Linked DNA regions of Mus musculus: regions 1, 2 and 3 are each linked to region 4. The links are chromatin contacts, called in public HiChIP or PLAC-seq maps. All regions are on one chromosome and are shown on one strand. Each heading gives the region's core, a stretch centred on a gene start, on an enhancer-like site or on the middle of the called end of the contact. The rest is flanking DNA. Distances are from core to core; before and after follow the strand shown.

The links. HiChIP or PLAC-seq counts read pairs in DNA pulled down with a chosen protein or histone mark.
Region 1: an H3K4me3 HiChIP or PLAC-seq map of embryonic basal ganglia shows a contact between it and region 4, with 4 times the contacts expected there. The contact joins two enhancer-like sites. A contact is called at or near these places in 1 of 484 Hi-C or Micro-C datasets (cerebellar granule neurons), 3 of 115 datasets of contacts at active chromatin or transcription factors (embryonic basal ganglia and embryonic stem cells) and 1 of 9 other capture datasets (embryonic stem cells).
Region 2: a contact with region 4 is called in an H3K4me3 HiChIP or PLAC-seq map of embryonic basal ganglia, with 4 times the contacts expected there. The contact joins two enhancer-like sites. A contact is called at or near these places in 3 of 115 datasets of contacts at active chromatin or transcription factors (embryonic basal ganglia, embryonic midbrain and embryonic stem cells) and 1 of 9 other capture datasets (embryonic stem cells).
Region 3: a contact with region 4 is called in an H3K4me3 HiChIP or PLAC-seq map of embryonic basal ganglia, with 3 times the contacts expected there. The contact joins two enhancer-like sites. A contact is called at or near these places in 2 of 115 datasets of contacts at active chromatin or transcription factors (embryonic basal ganglia and embryonic stem cells) and 1 of 9 other capture datasets (embryonic stem cells).

The regions. Positions count from the first base shown.
Region 1 is chr8:90,252,073-90,257,974 of GRCm38.p6, reverse strand. It overlaps Tox3 (TOX high mobility group box family member 3), which reads left to right. Exons shown (of 7, transcript NM_172913.3): 4 at 1-100; 5 at 3,473-3,700; 6 at 5,243-5,323. Among named protein-coding and RNA genes, the nearest start is that of Tox3, 93 kb to the left of the region's middle. Within about 2 kb of position 3,089, at least 20 of the 459 cell types and tissues checked have an H3K27ac peak or open chromatin away from gene starts, as enhancers often do. A contact at or near this core is called in embryonic basal ganglia, where this site is marked.
Region 2 is chr8:90,300,505-90,305,682 of GRCm38.p6, reverse strand. The region is part of intron 1 of Tox3 (TOX high mobility group box family member 3); the gene reads left to right. Among named protein-coding and RNA genes, the nearest start is that of Tox3, 45 kb to the left of the region's middle. Within about 2 kb of position 3,337, at least 67 of the 459 cell types and tissues checked have an H3K27ac peak or open chromatin away from gene starts, as enhancers often do. A contact at or near this core is called in embryonic basal ganglia, where this site is marked.
Region 3 is chr8:90,207,550-90,213,375 of GRCm38.p6, reverse strand. No RefSeq gene overlaps it. Among named protein-coding and RNA genes, the nearest start is that of Tox3, 140 kb to the left of the region's middle. Within about 2 kb of position 3,810, at least 14 of the 459 cell types and tissues checked have an H3K27ac peak or open chromatin away from gene starts, as enhancers often do. A contact at or near this core is called in embryonic basal ganglia, where this site is marked.
Region 4 is chr8:90,669,236-90,674,485 of GRCm38.p6, reverse strand. No RefSeq gene overlaps it. Among named protein-coding and RNA genes, the nearest start is that of Gm35850, 69 kb to the left of the region's middle. Within about 2 kb of position 3,530, at least 48 of the 459 cell types and tissues checked have an H3K27ac peak or open chromatin away from gene starts, as enhancers often do. A contact at or near this core is called in embryonic basal ganglia, where this site is marked.

The sequences.
Region 1 (5,902 bases), core at 1,840-4,339, 420 kb after region 4:
CAATGTGTCCCACACATCTCCTTCACCTCCAGCAAGCAAATCAGCCACTCCCTCTCCTTCCAGCTCTATCAACGAAGAGGATGCTGATGATGCAAACAGAGTAAGTTATCCACGGCTTGGTACAGAGCTGAGCTGATGGCTAGGCCAATCCCTGCTCACGCTAGAGTTGGCATTTGGAGGATCACCTTCCTTTCTTCATGGATTGGGAGACACTTTTCAGTTGATGATGATTTAAGTTTTTATTTCTTTTGTTCACACACAATTTTTAGTGACTGAGTAATGGAACAGAAGACTAGGGTGAGAGATTGGGTCTCTATGAGCTGGAAGACCTTAGACACACCCATTAAGTCTTTTTCGACTTAACTGTCCCACTCTGCAAATGGAAGGGCCTATACTCTGTTTCCAAATATTCTAGATGCTTGAGAAATTCTAAATGCTCTCGTTGTGTTGTTGATATGAGCAAGTTTCACCCGTCTTGTTGGGTGACCGCACTTCAATAGGGCTCTATGGCAACGATGGTCACTTGGTGGGTTTGAATTATTCTGTGCCTTTGCTTTCACAAATTCAGAATGTACTTTTGCATGAACATAGATTGCAGATGTGACTTTCCTGAATGGCCAAAAGGACAACCTTAATGAAAATGAACGTTGTGAGGGTGCACAGTTACTCATTATGCTTTTACTGATGGTGCAGTTTTGACCTGTTCTGTGCTTGTCAGTTTTCTTGGTACAAAGGTTTTTAAGAAGCTGCCATGGTGTTAAGTAGTAGGGAGCATTTCTTCTGTGTGTAATGCACTGAAAGAGAGAGAGAGAGAAAGAGAGAGAGAGAAAGAGAGAGAGAGAGAGAGAGAGAGAGAGAGAGAGAAGGAAGAAGGGGGAGGAGGAGGAAGAAGAGGAGGAGGAGGAGAAGAGAGAGAGAGAGAGAGGGAAGAAGGGGGAGGAGGAGGAAGAGGAGGAGGAGGAGGAGAAGAGAGAGAGAAGGAAGAAAGGGGAGGAGGAGGAAGAGAAGGAGGAGAGAGAGAGAGAGAGAGAGAGAGAGAGAGAGAGAGAGAGAGAGAGGGAAGAAGGGGGAGGAGGAGGAAGAGGAGGAGGAGGAGGAGAAGAGAGAGAGAAGGAAGAAAGGGGAGGAGGAGGAAGAGAAGGAGGAGAGAGAGAGAGAGAGAGAGAGAGAGAGAGAGAGAGAGAGAGAGAGAGAGAGAGAGAGAGAGAGAGAGGCACAATATTGTGCAGGCTGTGTCTGCTTAGCCAGCTATACCTTTTTATATCTAGCTGCAATCCTTCCCTCAGCTCTCATGCACTCAGGTCCCCTGTCAGACAGAAACTGTGCAGATGACCCGGCCCTGCCTTATTCCATTTTAACAGAGGGTTTAAGTCTATGTGAAGACTAATTTGTTACCTTTAGAGCCAGTTATCTGATAAAGAAGGATTAAAGTGATCTTTATATACCTCCTGTCAGCAAAGGAACTTTTCTCGAATTCTCAACACTTTGGAGTTAACTAGAAAACATGTTGCAGTTGTTTTGCTTGTTTTAGAGAATGTATTATGAGCTGTTGAAACTGTGGGACTCTTCATTTCTAGTTAAGTCTTAAAAAATAATTTTGATCAGGACAAATTGCCTTTTGCCAAGAGAGGCCTCAGAACTTGGGAACACATGACTATAGCTTTACAGAAAGAGCCTGGCTGCTGGGAAGTATCTCCCTGAGAGGGGTCTGCTTCCCCATCTAGGTTCCAGGCATTGGGCAGAATAAAAAGTCATGCTTTCTCTCAAAAATGGGGGAAAGGAAGGCTATGGGGTCTACAGAATTACCAAATTAACTGTGTGAGTTCTAAAGTCTGGTCTTTGAGAAGGAAGGGAAGCGAAGTCCATTTGTATGCTTTGTAGATGTGGCTGCCACTCCAAACAGTACAAACTCGAAGGCATCCAGTGCTTGTCAAAGATTAAAGTATGTAGTGTTCTCCAGGAAAGGGTGTTCCTCCCTAAGAATTTTTAGCAATTGAATTAAATTCCAATTTCTGCTCATTTAGAAAGTTTTAAAACTCCAGTAATATTTGAATTAAGGTTCAAGTTCATAAAAATCCAAATTGATCCAAATTTGAATCAATAGTTGTTCATCAGGTCCAAATCTGGCTTTTAAAGCGATATGTTCTCAAACACTGGGGGATTCTTGATAAAGATAACCACAGACCAAAAAAAAAAAAAAAAAAAAAAACTTCAGTGTACTTGCACTGTAACTAGGTCAGAGAAAGCAGAGGTGGTGAGTCATTTGCCTTCCCTCTTGTATGGGTATTTCTATGATATCGCCAGTAACGCTCAGGTGATGAAGTCTATAGAGAAGACCTGGTTGGTGATCAGGAGCACTTGCTGGTCTTGCAGAGGACTGAGGTTTGGTTCCCAGCACCCACATGGCTGCTCACAACCTTCTGTAACTCCAGTTCCAGAGGATCCAATGCCCTCTTCTGAGTTCCATGTGCAGTGCATACATGTGGTGTATAAGCATACATGCTGACAAAATACACATACATATAAAATAAAAATAAACAGTTAATAAATAGCAGGCAACAGCAGCACGTGAATAGGAAGCTTGGCTGTGTATAGATTTGGATCTCTACCTATTACATATGTAAGACTTGAGAGTCTGCACTTTGACCCTGTCTCTGTGCAGTGCTGTGCATTCAGGCTTACTTACCTTGTGTAATGAACAGCTTTCTCTTAGCTTTCCTGTTAGTCTCGGTGGTTTTAAGTAGCAACTTGTGTTCTTTTACAGGCTATTAATGTTACGATGAGTATTCATTTCTTTTCTATCTCTAGTTAAAGTGGTTTTGACATTTTTATATTTCTCGTTATCGTGTCCTTTAGAAAGTTATTATTTTAGAAAATAAAGATGACCTTTCCTTTATTGTGCAAGTGTAGTGATTACAGCTAATTTCTATTTGCACTTCCAGAGGCTCATTAGCACAGCAACCTTCTTGTAAAAGAGGGAAAAAAAAATCAGCCACACAAAAATCAATTCTGACCAGTCATACAGATGGCATGTAGCTATGGCAGGGGGCCTTGTTTAAAATATGCTAATATGATCTACATCCAAAATGTTATTAGGTTTTCCTCCTAAACCACCTCACTGTGAACTGTCTTGCTCTCATGTGTGTGTGTGTGTGTGTGTGTGTGTGTGTGTAGCATAGATAGCGTGGTTTGGTACAGAGTGTTCGGGCTTTCATTACTCATAATTGCCATGGAAAGCATATGTTGCGAATATATTGAAGCTACTTCCTGGTCTCATTAATCAGTGTTCTAAATGCTAATCTCTGCTGTCCAGTTAACTCTGAGCAAGTGAGCCCCTCCCCCGCTTTTGGTGGTAATTCATCTGTTGACGATGCTGAACAAAACCTTCAAAGAGCAACTGTGGCTTGGGGTAGGTCTTGCTGCATTTTCTGCAAGTTCATTCTAGGCAGTGAATTTTCTTCCTGCTTTGCAGGCCATTGGAGAGAAAAGAACAGCCCCAGATTCTGGCAAGAAGCCCAAGACTCCAAAGAAAAAGAAAAAGAAAGATCCCAACGAGCCTCAGAAGCCAGTGTCAGCATATGCCCTGTTTTTCAGAGATACACAGGCTGCAATTAAGGGTCAAAACCCCAACGCAACCTTCGGAGAAGTCTCGAAAATCGTAGCATCTATGTGGGACAGCCTTGGGGAGGAGCAAAAGCAGGTAGGACAAGCCTCTGCCATGGGCATCATTTAAAAAGCTACCGGAATATTCCTTACATCTACTATGATTGCTTCTTAAGAAAGCCCATCTAAGCTATGGAATTAACACACACACAAATAAATCCAAACAACTCTACTTGTATCGATTTTTTAGTCAAGTTAAGGGTACATGTTCAGAATCCATTCACAGGAGACTTGGGAGAAATCCGGCCAGCGGCCTGCAAGCATAAACTTTTGATGATAATCTTTTCATTTTAAATAATGCGGAATTTTCACCCTTTGTTCAGAAAGGACCCTACAAAGGGATTAGGTCCGTCCTGCTTGCTTTTCCATTGATCATCTTTCTGAACTCCTGCGCTATCCTGGTGCGTTTCCAAACTTTGAAGCTGCCTCTGCGTGTCTCATTATTGTCACTGGGCATTTGAAATTTTATTCCAAGTTCATTTGAAAGCTAGGTAGTGTGAGAGGTATTCAGAGATTCGCCATGCTGGTGGGAGATACTTCCTCAGGGGCCTGCTCCCTCTTCAACTACTCAGCACAAATGAAGAGAAGAGTAGGGGCCCTTTGGGGTTGGTTCTCCCTGCTTGCATAAAACTCCAATTACCTTCAACGGGAGTTTTATATATCTATGGGAGAACAGACCCCTATCCGTGATGAAACAGAATGGTGGCTTCAGAAGGGGGGCATGCAGAATGCACATCATGAACTCGGTCCCTCGGTTTGTTCAATGGAATGGTGCAACTATTGAATGTGCCTGTTGGCTTTCCATGAAGCTTATTACCATACACCCCACACGGATGTATGTTCCCAAATGGAACTCTAAGGAGCTAGGAAAATACTGCCCCAGACTTAACAGATTCTGAAGAGGCAGAGGTTTTCTTTGTTCTAACAGCCAGCCATTAGACTCTTTAAGAAAAATGGAGGCCAGATCTTATGTAATGCACCAGTCCTTATGCAAGCCCTTGATCTCAGTATGGCTCTCTCCAGGCTTTTATTATTTATGATTTCTGCTTCTCCTTTTCCTCCAAGAGAAGCCTGAGATTGAGGGGCTTCTATCTTTTCTCTTTTGTCAAATTTTAAAAAAAAATTATGTGTTTGTTGTTGTGGGATCCAGAGATCGGGCTCTGGTACTCAGGAACAGCAGCCAACACCTTTACCTGCTGAGCCATCGTCTCTTCAGCCCCTCGAGTATGACTTCAAAGCTCTGCTTTGGTGTAGGGTAGGAGGACATGTAAGGGAAAGTTGACACTGATGGAGAAACCTTGTCCTTATTAGAATTTAAGCCATTTACAGACAGAGGGTACTCAGTGCTTGCTGGCTGTCTAGCAAGAGGCCTTCGGTGACAACCTGAGATCATTCTCCCTTTGTGTGTGTGTGTGTGTGTGTGTGTGTGTGTGTGTGTGTGTGTGTGGCCCTTGAAAATCAAAGCTGGGAGATGAGCTTTTTAGGTGAGCTCTGTTTATGTGACCTAATTTGTGCAGCAGGTTTATAGCTAAGAATTTATAGCCCGAGGGTGGTGCTAATTGTGGTCTTATTTTAATAGGTATATAAAAGGAAAACAGAAGCTGCCAAGAAAGAATACTTGAAGGCCCTGGCTGCCTACCGGGCTAGCCTCGTTTCCAAGGTAAGCCTGCTGAAGTGTGGGCACGGGCCTTGTGCATGGGAAACTCTAGTGTGTCTCTCCAAGAGCTTTCCGTTAGACACTACCTACCTGACAGTGTGAACACTAGGGGCTCCTGGCAGCTGCTGAGCCTGAATCACTGCTACGAACTTGCTGTTCTATCTGTGTTTATAGCCATATAGATACATTTCAAGTAGCCTGTTGTTCTTTCCCTCGGTGGGGAGTTGGATCTGGGTTGATGTCCTCGGTTTGAAACTGGAGGTGTGCGTGTCAGGAATTTTTGAACATACCATAAGTTCTCTGGTGGTTACCTTATTGTAATCGACAGTGGTGCATTTTTGTCCAGTTGTTCCTCATCATATGAATAAATAAGCCTCATGATTATTTAAAATGAAATCATGTTCCAAGTACTAAGACACAAAGTATATATGCATTATACATAGAATGTACAGTGGTGATGTGTTCTAGAAGGCATTAATATCTTAGTAGCACTGCTCTAGATCATTACTACCTCAATCCAAAAGAAATGTGTACCCTCTCTCCCAGTCTGTCTGTCTGACTGACTGACTATCTACTGGCAGT
Region 2 (5,178 bases), core at 2,088-4,587, 370 kb after region 4:
TATTTTAACATGTCTGCAGTTGAATTTAATCTTATGATCCACAGGGTCATAGGTTTTATGAAATACCATGGTTTCGACCTCATAAGATTCTTCTCAAGGATAAAAGGGGTGATTAATGGGAAATGTACAATACCTACCCCCTAGAAACTGCTTAATAAATATTAATTTAACATTTTATGATTATTGTTATTATTTATTATATTGGGTTTTCTATTGTTCTGAAAGGGAAGAGAGAAGGCAAAACACAGCAGTGGTTGGAGGGTTTTGAAGACCAGCCATGACAGAACTACAATTTCAGGTTTCATTGTTCTTCGCTCTTAGAAGAACCTCTGTGGTGTTCAGTTTGGGAGGCAGGGAAGCATTTTGGAGCACTGCAGACATCTCTGTGAAGCATCACCGTGTTGTGCTATTGGTTTAAATGATGGAGCACTGGTGATGTGGTTCCAGTAACTGTCACTCAGCGGAGCACTGGTTATTGTAAGTCTGTGCCAGGAGTCAACATCTGTGCTGAGGAGGCAATATATACAGGCCACACCTGCCATTTCTGTTTGGCATACAGTTTCATGTCTTCCAATAATGAAAATGCATACACACAAAAGTGAAACGTATATACGTAAGGTAAAATATGACATTGTCTGACTTATTTCGCCAAGTAAACACTAATACGTTTATTTTTGAACTATGTACAATTTGGCATAATCACTTTTGTATGGAAAAGACAAGCATGCTCAGCCATCACTTTGTGCCAGTGGCTCAAGTGTTCAAGGCTAGAGATGGCTGCCTGTCAGGGTGTCTTGCTTATCTCAGGTTGGTCACTCTCAGACCCGGATGGAGGCTAGCCTTGGAAAGAGACTTTGGAAAAGGCAGCGTGTCTTTGCCAGTGCTTGAGGTGGCAGTGGGCTTAGCAACATCTCCACTCACCCTCTACCTGTTAGGACATGGAAATCCTGTGGAAATCATGGGGGAGGTCAATAGAAGCACAGGGTCCAGGTATGCACTGTTCTGTCAAGTGAGGATATCCTGCAGTGGGTCATGGGTTCTGCGTACTACTGGGAGTGGGGATAGGGGTCACAAGTAACCACATGGAGACTTCGCATCCCTGTTATTTGAGTTGAGGAAGTGAGGCTCTTTCCTCCAAAATCCTTAGGCTTGTTTATTTTACATTTTGTTTGCTGTTGATCTTTTGAACCGGTCTGGTCCTTACGAATTGAATTCTTCATACTCTTTCTACTGTTAGCTCACTTATGGTTTTGCTTTGAAATCAGTAAACCTTGTGTTTTTGCCACACTTCCACAAAGTTTTACTTAACATTGTGTGTACCTGGAAACTTGTCTTGAAGGGATGTCTCTCCAGGAATACGCAAGGTCTGCATCTCGCAGGTCATTTAAAAGTAAATGCCGCCTGGCTTCGTGCGAGCAGCTGTGTGAATCGCCGGGACTCTGGTGTGGAACACCTAATTCCCTTCTGTTGCTTACTGGCTTTCTAATTTTACCCCTGTGATCATAGTTGTAAAACCTAATTTCCAAAGGGTCTTGTGAATCCTATTAGTAGCTCTGTGTTATAATAGCAATTTTATATTGCATTGGTATTCATTTTCACTATTATGGAATAATCAAATCAGCACCTCTCTTATTCTGCCGTCGAAATAGAAAATAATGGGGCTGTAATGTAGAACTGCTAATGTGATGGAGCTCGCTCATTGTGTTAGGGGAAGAATGTCCTCCTTTCTTGTTCCAGCTCACTTGAAACTGTGATTGAGGAAGGAAATGGAAGGCATTTCTACATCTGTGATAAGGCCCTGCGAACATCCTTCGTTTGAATACGTAATTGTCTTTTGATGGCTCTGGGTACTCATAGGCACACCTGGAGGACATTCCCTGCCATGGTGGCCAATGAGCTGGCAACAGGGTTGCTGTGTGGACCGGTTTTTGTGCTGTGGTTTCTCTTTTAATCATGAGGAACATTTGATGTCTCTTTGCTTGCGGAGGAATTATGCCCTCTACCTTGCTCATCAAGGCCTTCATCTACTTTGTTTTGTTGTTGGTGGGTTCCCCCCCCCCTTCTCTCTTTTTAAAATCATGAAGAACATATTTAGGCTACATCATTAGAGACTTCCTCCATCCCTGCAGGTCTGAGTTGACAGGGATGTTGGGAGGCAGGTCAAGTGACTGCCTAATGAAGATGAATGAAGAAAATTGCGGGGACCAGGATCATGCTGGGGCTCCCAGCTCAGGTTGTTGGAAGTGTGATGGAATCTCATCGCTTCATTTATCAGTGTCATATTTGGGCTAAAAGTGAGCGGTATTGTTCTCATCTCTCCCAGATGGATAGGTCAACTTTAATATTTATTGCTCATGTAGAACATTTGTTTGATGTATTTCCATTAGCTAGGCAATAATAGAAAAGCAGTGGAGAGAGACAGGAAACAGTTCCCTTCCTATTTAGTTGAAATACAGCACACGCTAGTGTGTAACTACGGCCCGAAGTGCCCTGGATTCCCGCCCCCCTTCGGCTGATGACGTGATTGTATATATTAAAGAGTCCCATGGAAATAAAGGGAGCAGCATGAATATAATACCCATTGAGAGCAGCTGGCGGCGTATAAATTGTGTTGTCTTTTGAATTTCACGATTTGGTCATGTAATTGGCGAGTTTTTCTTGGCTGTATATTCAATTCTTGGTCTAATATCGTATTTTAGAATGGGAGTAATGCGTAGTGGATTGCTTCATCCTCTGGGCTCTATGGTGAATCTCAAGAAAGCTAAAATTTTCTAGAGAGAGAACAATTTGTTTTCAGTAGTGGAATCATGTTGATTATTTTCTTTGTATATTTGTGGGAAGGAATATCTTGTTACCAAAACCCATATGTTTAGAATATATGAAAGGTAAGACCCTAAGTATTGAAAACGGTGGCCTCTGTGAGAGCAGCTAGCTCCCCATTTATCAGCCGATGTTCACATTTTGCAGTAATCTGAATGTTGGAGTATTATTTTCTACCCTGGAACAAACCTAGCTCTTTGTGAGGTAGGTGTTGTCTTAAGCGCAACGCAAACATCTTAGCCATATGTTTCTATAATTTAAATTAATTTGGTACAGTCATACTGTTAATCTTCAGCGACTTGTTGATTGGCATTTTGCAGACATATTTCTGGAAGGCTCCCAGTGCCGTTTTTCTGCAGCCTTTCTGGCAGTAGCAAGGAGCAACATTTCCACAAATTGGAATCTTGTACAGCACTGGGAAGCGAGCCAAGATTTAAATTAGACAATAACCTCTGCTCTGTATATAGCTCCCATTCTTCAGCTGTAGGCAGAGTGATTTGTTTAATACAGTCAGCCCTGTACCATATAATAGACTGATGTATGAGTCACTCCTTGGCAATGTGTGTTGCTTAAATTTATATAGATTGAACAACTGGTTGGTAATGTACTTAGTTACAGTGCTACAAACAATAACTATTAGGAGAACTGAAACTGCCTCTGCAAGGGCCATGCTGGGGAGGTGTTTGGGAGGATCCTGAAGGGCTGTGATTTTTAGAATGATTCTCCTTTTGAGGCTAAGAGACTTCTACTTCATAAACACGAGTGTGCTGCTTTTATTTATTTATTTTTTTAAAAAGCAAAGCAGCCATAAAAGTTTTATGTTATAGTTTTCTGTTTCTCATTTTCTATTTGTTGAAAATTGAATTGGGAGAACCTAATTTGCTTCAAAAATTAAACTAAACATCAGCCTGCTTTTGGGGCAAGACCATTTGGTTGTGGTTTTGCATGTGTGCCTGTGAGTGTTTAAACATTAGCTGTTTCTTTTAAAGGAATATCCGTGTAGATGTGTATTTAACCATGTTTTCCAGGTTGGGCCGTGTCCCTGGCCTTAGCTGTTCACATGCTGAAAGAGACCTTTCTGAACAAAGATCTTTTCTTTAGAGAAGAGCTTGTGTTCCAAGTTCAGTTCATGTTTATTTAAAAGATTAAAATCATTAGACCAGATCTCACTCTTTTTTTTTTTTGCCTTCTTTGGGGTCCAAAAGAAAATTGATTTTGCGTTCCGTGAGAGTGGGGTCTGAAAGAGTATATTCAGGGATACACAAACAGAGGCGATGTAGAAATCTCTGTGTGCAGCTGAACAAAGCAATTCTGTTTTTACCACTGAGCATTTGCTGAGTCTGGGTGTGAAATGTTCTGAACAGAATTGTCACCTGTCTTATGAAAGCACTTCTTTTTTAAGGCAAAGGATCATTATAATCTGAAATATTTTAATGCTTTTGTTGTCGTTGTTGTTTTGGCTTTTGGGGGGGATTTCTTTTTTTTTTTTTTTTTTTTACCTCTGCCAACTGGAGCATTTATAAAATAACATATTCTGTAAATATTGAACAATACAAAGACATCTTTCATAACAGTTTATAGTATGCTGCCTGTGCTCGGTGGGAGCCAGGCAGTAGTTAGTGGCAAATGATATGCCAATCAAAAATTATTATTACGAGTGTAACCTGCTGTAATGCTGTGTCTTATCTGGAAGTGTCAACTTGATAGAAGCCAACTCTTTGTCTTTTAGAGTTAAGCTCTTGTTTGCCCTCAGTTAATTCTGTCTCCCAAAGGCTCATTTGAATTGCATGAAGGATAATCTGCTTGACAGTTTTATACATTTAAACAATCTTGATTATATGGTATTTTACATGTTTTTAAAGCTCCCAGTTACAATTTTATGTAGGCTTTTAAAGAAGTCTTTAGTCTGAAAAGGAATGAGCGAAATCGATAGGTAGAATCTGATCCACCTGAGCATCATTCAGTGGAACTGGATAGGGGCTCTTCTCCGGGGTGCTGTTGTGTGAACATTGATGAGGGGTGGCAGCATGCTCAGAATCGCTTCTACTAAAACGTTAATGAATAAATGAAAGAAAACATAGTATCCTAGTTTCAGTGCGCTGGATGGAGGTTGAAGGCAGTCTTCTGCCTGCTCCCCCATGACTTAAATTGGATAATGTCTAGATGAGTTTTGGTTTAGGATCAAGTACCCTGCTGCAAGACTTTGGAGAGTGTCTGTGTGTTAGCTGTCCTCTGGAAGGGCGTGGGTGCACATCATGCTGTGGGACGTTATGAGCTCACCATCTGGTACCAGGCACACTGGCTTCAAATCCACGACCTACCACAGGGTCATGTACTAGGTGAGTTTTGAACAAGATG
Region 3 (5,826 bases), core at 2,561-5,060, 460 kb after region 4:
CACTTGAGTATAATCCCAATGGATCGTCTATCCTGGCTTCCGTTATTTTAATGAGTAATATTTTAGCCTCCATCTTATTTCTTAAGTCTGTGTGTGTAGAAATTGGTGGGATTTAGGGTCTGTATTTTGGGGGGTTTGGGGGATTTCATAGACCCCAAAAGGCATATAATAGCAGGTAGATAAGAAAACTGATGTTATGCTTGAAGAAAAGAAATTAGTCCATTACCTTGGATGTAAGAAACGATGCACAAGTTAAGGACTACTTGGTCTTTAGAAGAATATAAAACACCCATATAACATGATCTCAGACAGAAAAACTGTTCTTAGGGTAGAAATATTAAAATTTAAGTAGTCCATAAATTGATGAAATTATATGCAAGAGATGGGTTATGGGGAGGAGGAAGGAAGAAAGAAAGGGGAAGAGGAGAGGGAGGACTGAGGCTGATGAAGAAGACTTGGTGAGGAACATGGGACCTGAACCTAGCCACTGAGCATGTGTGAAATTAGAATCATGAAGAAGCCATGCAAATCATGGTTGCCTTAGTTGTAAGAGATAGAATCTAGTTCAAACTGGCTCACGTGAGAAAGGAAATACCTGGGCTCACAGCTGAATGTCTAGATATCCAGAAGTAGCACTGGGTTTGTTCGTAAAAGGATCTGGGATATCAGGGCTATCCTCAGAGCTAGGTCTCACATTCTCCTGCTTTTGGTTTGTGTTTGCTTTGCTAGTGTCTTCTTCCCATGCTGGACATCTCTTTGTGGTAAAATAGCTGCTGGGACTTTCAGGTTTAAATCTCAATGGTCAACCCATTTGGAAATGGAATTCTCTTTCCCTGGTAATTATAAAAGTCTTAGAATTCTGCCTCATGGACTTTGATTAGATTGTTTGTTCACCCCTGAAGCAGCCACTGAAGCCGTTTGGTCCTAATGCTCTGTTGAGATTACTGGTTCCTGAATTGACTGCATTCATGTCTTTCCATGGAACTGTGGGTTGCATATGCAAGATCCATAGGAAATAGATGTTGGATAGGCAAATGTAAGGTGTGTGCAGGTCTAACATGCAAGCATAGATGCTGTTTATAGGGTACTCCTTAAATATAGGGAATCTAGGGGTCGATATGGGGACAGAGTGAAGTGAAACCTTCCTAAGGGCAGAAAATGTTGTGTTCATGGAACAGGGGAAAACAGAAGAGTTGGAGTGGTGAATAATTAAGACTGGAATAACAAAGTGAACCAAAGTGCCAAGGTGCTAGAAGTTAGGTTGATGCTGGTTTCATTTTATGCGTATGCAAAAGATGTTAACAGGGCCATCCCACTAGCTGCCTTGCAAATATACTAAATATACTTGCAAATATACTTTGGAGGGAAAGTCAGTGGATTGGCCAGCACACCTTCCTCTGAGGACCTTAGTCACGACAGGGTCAGCCCTGTTCCCCTGACCTGTGATGGATCAGAGGAAGAAACTACTTAATGCAGGTCATGCAAGGAAAGAAGAAATCAGTGAGAGAATGTTTCCAAATTCATCTTTTCCAAGAAAGGGTTGCATAAGGGAACTGTTCTATGGAAAGCTGGTTTTGCTGCCTAGAGTTGTTGAATTTTTTAACTGACAGTCTGAGGTAGGAACTCACATCAGGAAGATCTAAGAAACTGATATGCCCTGTCACCTTGTGGATTATGAGGTCTGCTCTAGTTTGAACTTTCCGTTATATAAAATTAAAAGTACTTTCATTAGATTTGAATTGTCTGTTGTTTAAAGCCAAAACTAACCCTTGTTATTCTAAAAGTTAGAAAACTTACCATTCTCTTTTCCAAAACCAACCCAAATTCAATCATCCTGAATTTTCAGGAATGGGCTATTTTTGACGTTTTAATTATCTGGATATTGAAAAGTATACTCTCTGTATTGAAAAATACAGACATATGAACTCTTATTTTATAATAATTCATTTATTCTTCTGTTATCTGCACACTAAAAATCTTAACTGAAAAACAAAATAAAAATATTCTAGAAGCTAAGGCACAGATGCAAGCAGGTACAAATGTGTGTGCATGTGTGTTTGTGTATTTGTGTGTACAGTTGTGTGTGTGTGTATATATATGTGTGTGTGTGTGTGTGTATGTGTGTTTGTGTATGCATGTCTATGCACATGTGCATATGTATGCACGTGTGAATATGCATGTATGCATGTATCTATGTATGTGTATGTGTTATGCATGTTATAGCCAGGTGAAGAATAACTTTGGAAAGCTGTAGACTGAAATCCCGACACTCCAGACAGTTCTTTTGAAGGACAGAACTATGGATGGTGTGATATTTTTCTTCTTCTTTCTAGTTTTGTTCCAAAGGTTTTATTGGAAAATCTGATTGCTTTTCTTCTAAAAGTTAGAAAAACCTAAGTTCTCTTTTCAAAAACCAACCCAAATTCAATTACCCTGAATTTTGAAGAATGGGCTATTTTTGATATTTTAATTATCTGAGTAATTCAGAACCCTTTCTCATTTCAAATGTTGTGATGAGAAATTGTTCCAAAATGCATGACTCGCTCGTCTGTGTTAGTAAATTGTGTAGTAACCATAATGGAATTTTTCTTCACTGATGGCAAATGTCTCGGGCTGTAGGTCATCTTTCTGAAGGTCAAGGCATGGAGAGGAAAGCTGGAAATAAGGCTTGACGCACACTGGCCGAGTCCTGGCCTTAACTAAGTTCCCCAGAGCCATCGGTAATCTGTTATTTGAGTGATTTATTAAATATTTCTTTTTAAATTGGCTTACTCTTCTCTGAGAAAAAAAATTAATTAAAAGAAAAATTTATATCACCATCATATAATGAAAACTGGTACTGCTCGACATAAATAAAAGCACCCTATAAGCATAACCCAAATGCAATTTTAATTACATGAATCTCATTCTCCCTTGATACCGTTGAGCACTACAGATCGTCAACCTGGTAGTGCTTGCGCTGTCTTCTTGAAAAGGAAGATTCATGAGTGCTAGAAAGATGTTAGAGAAACTAGTAGCACTGAACTCTTTTTTACTTGAGTAGCGAGGTCGGGAAGGAGTCCCTTTCTTGCTAATAGAGTCAATATTCTTTAGCATGACATTGTGGTGTCATTTACTCTCACATTCTGAAGACTGTGCGAAGTGACCCAACTACCACTTCACATTCATATGACACTGGTGGCACATGCTGCATTCACATCTTAGGAAGCGAAGAACTACCCAACTACATCAGTGGCCGCCAGTTCTTTCTCAATACCAAAAGCATCCGAGGACACACACACACACACACACACACACACACACACACACACACACACACACACCCCAAATGTGATCATGTGCCAAAAGAGCTTGTTGAAGCATAGTTTGGCAAAGAGCTTCAACATCTGCATTTCTTACAAGATCCCAGGTAATAATACTGGTACAGCTGCCAAGCCCACACTAAGATCGAGCCCACTGAACAGCCCAGAAGTGTGTGCACGTGCAACTTGATTCCAGAGGAGGCTGCCTTCTTGCTTCGTGGCTGACAATACACGTTGTAGTTTACATACAGTGAACAGAAGATCAGAGCTGAGCTGCAGTCCAGATGAATTAAGATGCACACACATCTTAAACTTACCTCCTGCGCTGAGTACATCGGCTTCTCCGAGTTGAACTACATTAGAAAGTAAATAGACGTGCTCTGGGAAAGGTCAGTACACATGTTCTGCTACAATCTAATTTCAGTCTATTGCCCTGTGCCCTGTCGCTCACTCTGGTGCAAGAGATACAATGGTGAAAAGCCTGAATCTAATTGTCTCTGCTCTACTAAAAGCTTCTCACATACAGAATATTCATGAGAGCTAAAGAGAACTGCTAAGAAAGACAGGCTTATTCAGACATCTTATCCCATGCATCCTTTCATCTCCACACCAAAAGAATGTGTTTGGGAAAGGCCTTCTGCACCTCAGAGTGGTTTTCCTGTCTCTTCACTTGGTGTGTGTGTCGTTACCAAGGCAGACACTAGGAATTACTCGGGAAGCAGCTTTGAGTAGTCTCTGTCTGAGGCATGTTAGCTGTATGCCAGCCCTTCGGCCTATCATGGAATTGCGTTTAGTCTCTATGACTTAATAATTACTTTAATTTCACTCTGCGCTGTGCTGAAGAACTCTTTCTGAATGAAGGGCACTTACCACATTCCTAGTGCTTTCCTGGAACAGACACAGCTAATCAGAATGTGTGGAATTAAATAAAAGAGTAATTACAGGAGGCTGTGATGTGTTATAACAGATGAACCAAACAAGGCTCTGTCAAGAAGTCTCTGTGCAGAAGAGAAATAATTTATTAAAACTGTTTCAGCGAGGACCTTCCAAGTGCAAGTGGAGTTGTTTGGCAGAGGGAAGGAAGTGGAGTCAGATATATTAGAAGCATCAGATTGGAAAGGGAAAAAATCCTTATTATTTATTCTGTGTGCTAGCCCCCATTCAGGTGCATCTTCCCATCGTCCTCGGTGCTTAATATTAGTTTTGAATTTCTGTCCATGGGAACGGGCCCCTTTGTGGTTCAGATGCCCACGAGGCTTACACCACTAGGGTAGAGAAGCTACTGAGTGCTGCCCAAAAGAATCTAAGCTCTGAGAACTTAGGGTAGCTTTCTCTTCAGCTAGATTGCTCATTGGTCCTGGCTTTTCTTTCTAAATTGGCTCAAGGGGTGCTGGGCAGAAAGGCAAAAGGAAGAGAGAATGAAAAGCTGCTCCCAGCAGGAGCTTGGTCTGGTGGGATCCTGGTTCCCACATCGGCTGAGTTGTCTGTCTAGTTCCATGGCACACTGTGCTGTTAGGGAAGGGAACGTTTTCCCTAAACACTGCATGGTTAAAGCAACTGTGTATATGAGGTTCATTACCTAAGATAGGTTCATTTCAATACCAGTCTGGTACTCAGCCTTTGCTGAGGATATAAACCATTGGTGGAGAGGAAATGAGGAGGGGCAAAAAGGTAGAGAGCAAGCTTTCTGCCCTGGTAAGGAAATCAAGGCAGAGAAAGACCGCACAGCTAAGAGTTTGAGAAAGTTCCGTAACATCATGAAGTAACTGCTTAACAAGACATCTAACTGTCCAGTCATGGCATAAAGGGTAGAAGTTTTAATGCGTCTGGAGGGTGGGTGTCTTGACCCCTCTTAGAGAAAACCCTGAACAAGAAGAGATTGGCAAGGGACGCTGTTAAAGAACATACTCTTAGATACTATGTTTCCACTGATTCCCATAATTTCACAAATTATGTAGAATACCAGAGCAGGTAGAACAGTGTCACCATTTCCTTCATTTAAACCTAAGGTCTTTCATCTGTCTCTCTGTGTATCTCGCTGGCTAGCTATCCATCCCTCCATCTATCTAAAGTTTTATGGCTTCCTTTCTGAAGTTTTCTTTTGTGTACACAATAAGACATCAAGATTTTGAGGATAAAGGAACATTCCTTCTTCATCTATGCATATTCCTAGACTTCCTAAGATAATTTGGGGAGGGGGTCTTTAAATTTGTTTTCTTATTTAATAAATACAGGAAGTATATAAGTAGAATGCAATTGGTCCTGATGGGATCGGTCATTAGTTGCACAATTCACAGGCAGGGAAATGAATTAAATAGTTCTCTCCTTTGCTTCATTCATACCTGTGTAGTGAAAGGTTGGTTGAGAGGGCAGGTGATCCCCAGCGTTGTAGGAGCCAGTCAAGGGCAATCCAAACAAAACCACCAGGATGGACATGCTCTTCAGCTAGAATGATTGGGCTTACAGCCCCACATGCAACCACAGTGCTGCTGGAGAATCTTAGACACATAGGCTGTCAGTGACC
Region 4 (5,250 bases), core at 2,281-4,780:
GCTTTGACCCTTTAATGTCTTCATGTTGTGGTGACCAACACCTCCCCCACCCACCACCATAAAATTATTTTTGTTGCTATTTTATAACTGTAGTTTTGCTACTATTATGAATTGTGTTGTAGATATTTTTGGGGACAGGTTTGCCAAAGGGGGTCACAACCCATAGGTTGAGAATCACTGGTCTACGTGAAAGGCCTGGCTAATCTTGCAAGGAGGAAATGTCTTCCTAGCATGCTAGAATATATATTTATGGTGGCTTTGTTTTAGTCACCAATTCACTTCCTCAGTCTACAAAACCTCATGAAATGCTTGCTATGTACCAGACTCTATAGAACCAATGATAGATTAGCAGTTCACAAAATTCCTACAGTGTGAGAGTTGAATAGTGCCAGCAAAGACAGGCTTTGTTTAAAACCGTGACTCGTGTCAGAGTTCTCTAGGCACTAAGGAACCCATGACCCAGCACTGTGAGTGAGTACCGAAGGCAGACAGATCTCTGCCTGGACCCTTTTGAAGAATGAGCCACAGGCTTTTGTTTCTTGGTATCATCAGATTAGAACATATGCAGGGTTAATATGCTGTGGGTGTGAGGTTCATGTTGATAAATGACACATCTCATGGATGAGAAAGAGCCGCTTTCCCATCCATTTATTTGTATGCCCTGCTGTTTATTAAATAGAACCACTGTGTAGGAAAAGCAGGGTGTATGTGTGTGTGGGGGCTTTCCACACAGGTAAAATGTGAAGTTTATGCCATGCAGATGGTGATGGGAAGCTAGGTAATGAGGCCATTGGCAACAAGGAACAGGACTTGACAGCAGAAGGATGGAAGTATGAAAACCACACAGTGGAGAGACACCAGGGACATTCTGAGTCTTTACCAGGTCAGGCAAACTTGTCGTGTTTCTCTCTGGCTCCTGGTTGCTCCCGATTGTAGCAGTCCAACTCCTTTTTACAAACCACCTTAGCAGGAGTACAGAGATAAGACTTTGCTCTTGGCTCTGAGTTTCAGAGGAAACAGATCACACAGAGCTGTTCATTCTGCAGATCTCTCAGGCGTACAGGGCCATTGCCTGCTGTTTGGAGAGCCGTTCTCTCCCTCACACTGCTCTAGTTTGTCCCATAGGGTTGGTTGCTACAGGCTCTTGTCCCCTTGGCCTCTGGTAGGTGTGTCTAATGCAAAGGGCAGAGACTATTTCTGGGTATCAGAGGAGAGACACGGGATGCTCCTATTCCCACTTCTCCCTATTTCTGGTGGCATCTGGTAGCCCATCTGCATTGCATCTATCAACCCCATTCCCAGCAGGCAGCGCCTCCTCTGGCCTCTGCCTGTAGGGAACATCTGACTCTAGGGACCCTCCCTGTGCCCTCTCTTGTCTTCAGTTCCAGGATATTAGCTGCTTGCTGCAGGTCTCTAGGCTGTCCCTGGTGATGCTCACTGGTCCCCAGTGACCACTCACCGTCTCCCACATCTCTGTTGGTCCTTCTCCATGTCTCATTGCCCCAGTTTGCCTTAAGCTCCGATTTCCTGCCTAGATGCTGCATGATCCCCTGGAGTTGTCAGGAGAGCTGATGAGGAAGGAGAAAGATGGGTGGGGGCTTGGCTGAGAGAAGCAGAGGTAGCGTGTGTGTGTGTGTGTGTGTGTGTGTGTGTGTGTGTGTGTGTGTGTGTGTGTGTGTGTGTGTGTTTGTGTGTGTGTGTGCATGTATTTGTGTGTGTGTACCAGGCAGATGTTTCTCTAACACTCTATGTAGTCATTTGAGTAGTCAATGCTAAAAATACCAGAATTCTCATTCTCAAAACACACATAAAGACGGGAAAGTTCTGAAGCCTTGACTTCATGTTTGGGTCATCCTTTAAGGAAAATTATTGCTGCCTCCTGCTTAATTTTGTTTTTTGTTTTTTTTTCTCCCTATACTTTTCTAAAAGAGGAAGTAAATTTCCAGGGTTTCAGGGTCAGAAGGTTCAGGCGTTTTGTGTGAAGGATCTTAAGCAACATGCTTAATATGTCTGCTAAACACATTGGCCAAGCCACCCCTTCCCTAGGAATGGCTTTTTTATTTTCAGTGGGATGACTTGTCCAGGTGGTAGTTCATGGTTCAGCTTCTAGGATCTGGAGAGGTAGCATCTTTAGGCCATACCTTTGACAAATAGCAAAGGCTATCCCTTTGGCCAGCAGCTCAGTGGCCTTGACTATGTTTCCTGACCCAACTCTTTGTAGAAAGCCTGCATTACCTCTCTGTGGGAACTTCCCAAGTCTTTAACCCAGGATGGTGTCTTAGCCCCTACGTCACCTCACTGTCCAAATTTCATCCATGGGAACACAAGAACACGGGTAAAGACTAAATCTCAGCTGCCTTGAAGACCAGCTGGTCCAGATGTTTCACAGAGAAGGATGTTGAGGTACAGACTGGATGCTCCCAGGTCACCCTGCATCTGCTAGGTTGCGGCGAATGTTAACATCTTTCACTCCTACCTTGTGTAATCACACCTACATTTTAAATGATTTTTATGTCTGAGAGTAGAAGTCGCTTCCGAACCGAAGTCTGCTTGTGCCCACAGCTTCATCTCTTCATGCATATTCCTTGTATAAAAATGTCAAAAGTCTATTTTGGGGTTTTGCAGAAGAGAACTCTTTCCGAACGATGCTTGAACTGTTAAATATCATCTCCTATCTCCTTTTTTTTTGGGGGGGGGGCTCTAACCTTCAGAAAGCCTGGTACAGGATGAAAGTGGATTGAGGCTGAGATTTTCCAGAGGCTTGGTCTCACTCCAGTGAAGTGCTGCTAATCACTTTGTGTCGTTATCCAAACCAGTCTGCTGTCATTATTTAGAAGGACGGTGTACCATGGTCGAGAGAGCCATTGACCAGAATTCTTGTTATCAAAACAAATTTAGAAGAAAAAAAAAAAAACCAAAACAGTCTGTATCATTGAACTCATTAAACATGGAGTTCATCTTCTTGAGAAAGACATCTCCCCTCCCCCTTCCTGTGGCTTCTTCTTTCTCCAGTTTCCTGAAAAAAAAAAAATAAATTTGTAGGACTCAGGGTAGGTTTTCTTCCTGGGCTCCCAAGTGACAGGCTTGGATACTTGAGAGACACTGATCTAGCCCCATTCTTCCCTTCTGATAGGAAGAGAGACTATTTAATCCATCCAAGCTTAGGTAGATCATCTGTGAGATCATTTGGCAGGTAAATGGGCAACTAAGACCTTCTCTAGTCTGTCCCTTCCTTGTGAGGTTCCAAGAAGCATTAGTGAGGACGCAGGCGGGAAAGTTTCCAGTCTGTGTCTTTGCATGAATTTAATCATCTCCGTCAGAATCCTTAAGGAATTACAATAACAGAGATTCATTCATAATTCACAATTTCCATTATCTTCTTTCTACATCTAGTGTGGGGGGTAAAATTTATGGCTTCATTTACATTGTGTTCTATGAATAATAGAAGAAATACAGTAAAGGCCCGTGGAAATGCTCTTGCTGCAGAGGCACTTCGAAGTCCATCTGCATCACAATGGCTTCCTCGTTCAGTGCGGAATCTGCCAGCCTGCAGCTGCGCAGGGAGCATTTCAAAGGGGCCATCCTCATTATACAAAGTCTTCTCTTTCTTTGAACTTCAAAGCAAAAAGGAGAGACCTTAAATGGTATGGGGTAGGTAAAGTGATGAAATTGTAAGTTCAGGTATAAAATATCGTCAATTAGGAGTATGGGGGAAACAGCCGTTCGGAGGAGCAAGCGTGTTTGCTTGGAATGCAGGCGGGCAGGCACACGGTCAGATCTGAGCTTCAGGTTTCTTTGAGCTTTGGGGGCCTTAAGGGTAATCTAGCTCAAAGCCCTCCTTCTGCAGTCGGGGAAACCAAGGCACAAAGAAACAGACTTCTTCAACATTCTGCATTACAGCAGAGAGAGGGTGTGGAGCAGCCAGCCCCTCCCTCCAATCACATTACCTTTTGTTTTGAACTCAGAGTACCTGGCGTTGTGACAGGGCAATAAAGCTCGGCAGTAATCCTCTTGCTGAGGGATTCCCCCCACCCCCACCCCCGTTTTCTTTTTCTTTTTTTCCAAACCTGGAGCAAAGATGTTGCCAAAGGTAGCCCCCGCCCCCGCCCCAAATAATAATCTTCCTCAATTGAAAATCTGCGTTGAAAAAAAAAAAGGAGATTTGAAGAAAGACATTTGTTATACTTCTACAACGAAATAAATTTCAGTTTTCTTTTTATGAAGGAAGAACAGTAAGGCTGATGTAACCCTGTCTGTGCTCTATTTCTCCCCCTGGTATCTGGAAGCAGCCCTATCTATCTGCAAACAGCAACATCAACACAAACAAGATAAAACAAACAAAAACAAAAAACAAAACAAAACAAAAAAAAGCAAGCCATATTTGTGCAGAACGGCCTGTTCCTTGAGTCATCCACGTTCCAGCAGCCATCATAGCATCATAGAGGACAACTGAAAAAATAAATCCCCTCATCCAGTTCTCAGGGTGTTGTTACTCAAGGTAATATATGTGTGTGTGTGTGTGTGTGTGTGTGTGTGTGTGTGTGTGTGTGTGTATAAATATAATTGTATGTGCCTTTGCTTACAGTTTGTGGTGGGTCATGAAGAGTGATTCCCAAAACCATTCTGTCCATCAACTCCTTTCCTGGACCCTGTCTTCTGCTTCTCCTGCATAGTTTTGGAAAAGAAAAAAAAATCATGGAAAACCAATCCCATGGAAAGGTTTTAGAAAGGATCTCCGGTTTCCTACCAAAGACTCCCAGAGCACGTTCCGACTGTAGTGTTATTAAAGTGACTCAGATACCAAGCCAGTGTGGAGGCCTTTTGTATTTGGAAAGGGCAAGCAATATTAGTAGGCAAAATGCATACAGATTCAACAGCTCTGGGCTTCACGGACACACATTCTCTGTGATCCAACACATCTAATACATTTAGTCACGCACAATAAAAACCAAACAAAAGAGTCAACCATCAGTCTTTTGCCGTCTGCCGCTTCCCACCCCAAGCTTTAAGGGATTTCTCCGGTTAGGCACAGCAAAACTGAACACAGTGTTTTCTGCCCCCACCAAGGACTGGGAAAACTCGAAGCACATTTATGATGGTGAGGGGGGAAGAGAGAGAACTCGCTACATTGTTTACCTTTGTGTGCTAAGGGCTTACTCTCTTTATTCTACAAAGTGTAGCATGAAGTCAGATTGACCTCTTGCAGAGAGAATTCTAGTAGGGTGTGTACCAAGACCCACGTGTTAAGCT